Linked DNA regions of Mus musculus: region 1 is linked to region 2. The links are chromatin contacts, called in public promoter capture Hi-C maps. All regions are on one chromosome and are shown on one strand. Each heading gives the region's core, a stretch centred on a gene start, on an enhancer-like site or on the middle of the called end of the contact. The rest is flanking DNA. Distances are from core to core; before and after follow the strand shown.

Region 1 (2,906 bases), core at 333-2,832, 580 kb after region 2:
GAGATCTGAAGACCGCTTTGACATCAGCCATGGAGACGCAGAGTTTGGAGTTTACCCAGCTGGTTTCCTGTCTTTCTTTGGGGATTACAGTTAAGTGATTGGATGAATCTCAGAAGAGACCTTGAACTTTGGATTTTTAATATTGTTGAGACTGCTATAGACTATGAGGACTTGAAAAGTTTGACTAAATGCATTTTTTTTTGTTTTTGTTTTTGTTTTTTTTTTTTGAGGCAGGGTTTCTCTGTATAGCCCTGGCTGTCTTGGAAATCACTTTGTAGACCAGGCTAGCCTTGAACTCAGAAATCCGCCTGCCTCTGTCTCCGGAGTGCTGGGATCAAAGGCATGTGCCACCACACCACCATAGCATTTTGCATTATGCTATGTTTAAGTATGGCCCCCCATAGACTCATGTTTTTGAACAAGTCTATGGGGGGCCAGGGAGTGGAGCATGATGGTTTGTATATTCTTGGGCCAGGGAATGGCACCATCTGGAGGTGTGGCCTTGTTGGAATAGGTGTGACCTGGTTGGAATGGGTGTGTCACTGTGGGTGTGGGCATAAGATCCTCACCCTAGTTGCCTGGAAGTTAGTCTTCCACTAGCTGCCTTTGGATGAGGACATAGAACTCTCAGCTCTGCCTGTGCCATGCCTGCCTGGATACTGCCATGCTCCCACCTTAATGATAATGGACTGAACCTCTGAACCTGTAAGCCAGCCACAAGTAACTGTTGTTTTTTATAAGACTTGCCTTGGTCATGGTGTCTGTTCACAGCAGTAAAACCCTAACTAAGACACAGGTCATCCATACAGCTCCGGTCTGACGCCTGTGGACAGGTTTCTCCCTACCGGAAAGCATCCTCTTGCAATTCCCCTTACCCTAAGCCCTGTCATCCTTAGGAGGCCTGCAAAGGGGGTGGGAAAAAACCACCGGGAACTACTCAGCCAACTGCCTTCTGCTTTCTTAGTGTTTTCTAATCAGGGAAGACATAAACCCATTAAGTAGAAGAGGAAAGCTGTATAATTGTTATGGAAACATTTGATAGCCACTGCTTCTTAGACTAATAAGTCCACAAAGGGAAACAATGTCCTTTTACATTTGGTCGAGTGGGTTGGTTTTTGAAGTCACTGAATGTTGCAGAGTTTAATCAAGAAAGATGAACCTCGCCTTCTAATCCGGACTCTTACTAGTTAACTGGCAAGCTGCACCCGGAGTCCGCAACCCCAGTCTCAGGGGCAACAAAGATGAACACACGCAAACCTGCGACGTGATTTAATGTCAGGTTAGGCCCCAGGGAAGGTCACTCCGGGCATAAATTAACTGGGTCAGAGGGGCCCTGATTACTCCATAATTCTGACCAGCAGCAGAGCCTTGGCTTTCCGGAGGAAAGTCTCCAGGGTTTCCCAGAAGCAGGAGTAGAAATAGAGTGGAAGCTTTGCAGCTCACAGCCAGAGCTGGACAGGGCGGCCCGAGGAGGGGCGGAGCCACACCGCGGGGCGGACGGGGTTCCCCGAGGCGGGGCGGGGCCAAGGCCGATGGTGGGGGCGTGGCTGTAGCAAGCACGCGGCCTCTACCAATTTGGCACAGGGGAGACGTTGCCTTCCCAGGATGCCGCTCCGTTATGCGCCGGGCCGTCCGTGTCGCCGTCCTCCCCTCCGCTGATGGGCGCTGCGGGCAGGGTCACCGCTTCGCTGTGTCCTTGCGGACGCCGGGCGGACGCTGCCTAGCAGACGCGCGCCTGCGAGCGAACGGCCGTGTTCTGAGGAGAGCAGCGGTCGTGTAAACCTCAATAATGTTGTGTCGGGCGGCGTGCAGGTGAGCGGCAGGGCCCCGGGGCCTCGGCGTCCCCTACGGGTGGGTCTCGGGGCGGCGGGCGTGGCTGGCTCGCCGTGTCAGTGGCGTGACCCGCCGTCCTCTCTGTTCCTCTCAGCACGGGCAGGAGGCTGGGCCCTGTGGCCGGTGCCGCGGGCTCCCGGCACAAGCACAGCCTCCCAGACCTGCCTTACGACTATGGCGCGCTGGAGCCACACATTAACGCGCAGATCATGCAGCTGCACCACAGCAAGCACCACGCGGCCTACGTGAACAATCTCAACGCCACCGAGGAGAAGTACCACGAGGCTCTGGCCAAGGGTAGGTGCGGGGCCCCTGCACACGAGGATCCCGGTGGCCGGACGGAGGTCTGTTTCGATGCCGGGGAATACCTCCGTTGGTTCGCATAAACGTCCTTTCCTATCCCGGAAAACACAGGACCTCACGAAAGTACTTGACGGACCTTACTGTTGTGTCCTTTTTTGTCACCCGTGTTGCTAGCTAGCATTGGTGGTGGTCCTTTAAAGACAGCTCTCGGACGCTGCTCCTTTTTGCGTAATGAATATTTAGTTTTTGTTTTGCATATGAATATTTAAAATATGCGGTTGTTATATAACGTGGCTTCAGGAGAGTTTGTTTTGCTTATTTTTCAGGTAGCCTTGGCAGCCATTTGCAGGAGGGTTGAGAGTGCCCGAGCTGGGTCAGCCAGGTGCCCTTGGGTGAGAGGGTGGTTGGGGCTAGAAGTGGCTGGGGTTTTGCTGAGAGCAAGCGATATTGGTGGCCTGGCAGCAGGTGCAGGAGAGGGTCTGAAGTGGCATCAGAAGACTGCAGTCCGAGTTGTGATTATTGTCACCGTTGTGGACAACAATAGGATTAGTTCAGTCTAGGGCTGGGACTCCCTGACCCCTTGGATATCTCTGGACATCCTGTTTCACACTCTTTACCCTTGGGGGGGGGGGGAGGAAAAGACAGGAACGAGCACTTAGCTGCAGAACAGGCTAGACTTGGTACTTTTGGGGTCAAAGTTCACAAGAAAAATAGCTATTTTGTGAGAAACTGAGTATCTGTCACTGAATGGAACAGTAGGCAAGCTTATT
Region 2 (2,851 bases), core at 153-2,652:
TTATGAAAGAGACATCACGAGGCGCTCTCTTCAGTGATGTTTCTTATCACCATTCTGGGAATCCAGGAAATATTCAGCCCCCAAATCTACCACAAACACAGCAAATCCCCCATTTGAGTCCTTTTAATATTACGCTCGGGAAAGTGATGTTGCCTCCAAAGCCGCCCATGTATCTCCAAGCCTCATTGCGAGCCCATGGATCCCTCAGCCCTCGGGCAGCAAGATTCTTTTGCACCATTTCTAATGGCATCCCTTCAATTTTCCACTGTCTATAATCTGGAAGTTCCATTTTACCATGGCCATGTCCGTGTTCATGTCCATGTTCATGTCCGTGTCCAACAGCCATGTCTGACAGCAATCTGTCCTCCCATTTGAAAGTTCCCTTTCACTGTGTTTAGTGGACAGCAATTAATTAATCAATATTAAATAGATATACACTGATGGGTGCCTCTTACTCAGCTTTCATAGCTCTTTTATTAAAGATCTATTTTTATTTCTGTCTCTGTTTCTGTCTCTGTCTCTTTCCCTCCCCCCCCCCTCTCTGTCTATGTAGATCAGGAGTGGGCATCAGATACCTTGGAGCTGGAGTTACAGGCGGTTGGGAGCCACCGGATGTGGGTGCTGGGAACTGAGGATTCTGGGAGAGCAGCTGGTGCTGTGAGCTACTGAGCCATATCTCCAGCCCCAGCTTCCATAGCTTATAAGCTATGCTATTGTAGAGGGCTATTTGTGTTGCTTCAAATTCACATTTACTTGGAATCTGATCCTATTTGGGGATAGAGACCAAGAGGGAGAGGGTCACATGAAGATAGAGGCAGAGATTGGATAGATACCAAGAAATGGTGAGGGGAACAGAGAGAGGCTAGAAGAGCTCCTAGCTCAGAGGCTGTGGGAGGAGCTGCCCTACATTGTGCATTTAGATGTCAGCCTCCAGACAGGAGGGGAAGTGTCTGCAACCAGCTGGTGGAGACTTATTACTGCAGCCCCGAGAATCTGATGCACTTGAGGAAAATGAGAGAAACCCGAGTTTCTGCTTTTCATCAGCCATCGCAGGGGGATGGATTTGCACACTGATTTCATTCTGTTCTGAGGACTGGCATGTCTGCAGTTTTATCCAAGCATCTGCTATCTACTATCTCTATGTGCTATCGTGGGAATTCGTAAACCATTGTCTAATTAATGGTGTCTGCCATGAGTGTCTGCTATGATGTCTTCAACATTAGCAGTGTCTTTCCCGATCCTTGCTTTTCTCAAAGGCAGACGGCTTCCTTTGTAGGCACAGGGACCGTAGAGAACCTGGCTTCCTACACAACCTTCACTGCACACCTAGAACACAGAGATGACTCCTGTGTGCTAGTTCACACCATGCTGGGAGAGCTTAAGTGGCTTCCTCTTTGTAGCTCCAGCTGTGCTCTGCAGCAGAGGTTGTCTGTGCTGTTCACTGAGCATCTGGAGTCTTTAGCCATCTCTTCCTCCTCCTCCTCCTCCTCCTCCTCCTCCTCCACTCCACCCACTCTGCAGCATCTTGGAAAGGAACAGTCTTTCCTATCCCAGCCAGACTTTCTCAACTGGAAGCCAGTCTCTGTCTCAAACTGCTGCAGGTATAAGCAGTTCACAGCCCCCTTCCCGGAAGCTTACAGGCAGGACCAAGTTTTGCTGGGGCCTGGCTATCCTCTGGCTTCCTCATAAAGATTCTAGCAATAACACAGAAGCCTTAGTTCCTAAACTCATAAAACTTCCCATGATTTGGGGAAAATAACGGGTAAGAAGAAATAGTGGTTAGTAAAGACCTCTGACTTCCCCCTTGCACCTCCACAGAACTTCTCCCTCCCCCCTCCTCTCTGCTTCCCTCCCCCCACCTTTGTCAATTCTATTAATTTACCACATTATTGTTGCGACATTATTTAAATGTCCATGTCTATGTATCAAAAGATGGCCTAGTCAGCCATCACTGCAAAGAGAGGCCCATTGGACTTGCAAACTTTATATGCCCCAGTACAGGGGAACGCCAGGGCCAAAAAGGGGGAGTGGGTGGGTAGGGGATTGGGGGGGTGGGTATGGGGGACCTTTGGGATAGCATTGAAAATGTAAATGAGGAAAATACCTAATAAGAAAAAAAAAAAAGAAAAAAAATGTCCATGTCTTTTAATAGGCTATGAACAATATGAAGCCAAGAGTCACACCTTCCCTCTGTCCCTAAGCTGGGGCATGGCTTGTTACCTGCAGGATGGTGATGCTTGGGAAATATGTTACACAGTATCAGCCACATCACATCACTACATCATAGATCTAGCATGATCACCTTTCCATTAATAAACAAACCTAACATTTCAGCAAAGAGAGGCATCAATGTAAAGATCTTGTCAACCTTTATACTCGTGAGAAAGAAAATAGATCATTACCCAGCATGCCTGGGGGCAAGCTTTGGAAGGAATAGCGCACACAGCTCAGAGAGACAAGTGACCCCCTACCCCCTCCACCATATGTAATCACTTACAGTTTTTGTTAAGTTCTTTGGGAACTGTCAACTAAATGTGAAGAAAGATTACCTTCTGGTAAAAATGCAGTGACCAGACACGACACCCCTGCCACTATATTGCTTGCCGCAAAGGGAAGGCGTCGTCCAAGGCGCTCAATGGTCAGAAGGATTAAGAGAGCTCCGGGCAGCTCCACGAGCCCAGAGATAAAGAAGTCTATGTAGAGGTTGCCTCCGATAAGTCCCAGGCGCATGACAAGTCCTTGGTACACCACGGCGCTCGTGAACCTGCGGGACATCAGGACACCAGGGAAGCAGAGTAAGAGGGAGCAGGGAAGCCTGTGCACAAAATCGAATGACAGCCATGCACTTGAC

Evidence for each region. Promoter capture Hi-C pulls out the DNA fragments that hold promoters and counts their contacts.
Region 1: a promoter capture Hi-C map of cranial neural crest shows a contact between it and region 2. The contact joins the promoter of Sod2 here to the enhancer-like site in region 2. A contact is called at or near these places in 4 of 39 promoter capture datasets (the HPC-7 cell line, cranial neural crest, pre-B cells and 1 more) and 2 of 484 Hi-C or Micro-C datasets (the STO cell line and cortical neurons).

Annotation. Positions count from the first base shown.
Region 1 is chr17:13,006,257-13,009,162 of GRCm38.p6, forward strand. It overlaps Sod2 (superoxide dismutase 2, mitochondrial), which reads left to right and starts at 1,583. Exons shown (of 5, transcript NM_013671.3): 1 at 1,583-1,812; 2 at 1,928-2,130. The coding sequence starts at 1,790.
Region 2 is chr17:12,430,914-12,433,764 of GRCm38.p6, forward strand. It overlaps Slc22a3 (solute carrier family 22 (organic cation transporter), member 3), which reads right to left. Exons shown (of 11, transcript NM_011395.2): 7 at 2,550-2,764. It also overlaps the pseudogene Gm3192. Among named protein-coding and RNA genes, the nearest start is that of C030013G03Rik, 35 kb to the right of the region's middle. Within about 2 kb of position 1,403, at least 21 of the 459 cell types and tissues checked have an H3K27ac peak or open chromatin away from gene starts, as enhancers often do. A contact at or near this core is called in the HPC-7 cell line and cortical neurons, where this site is marked.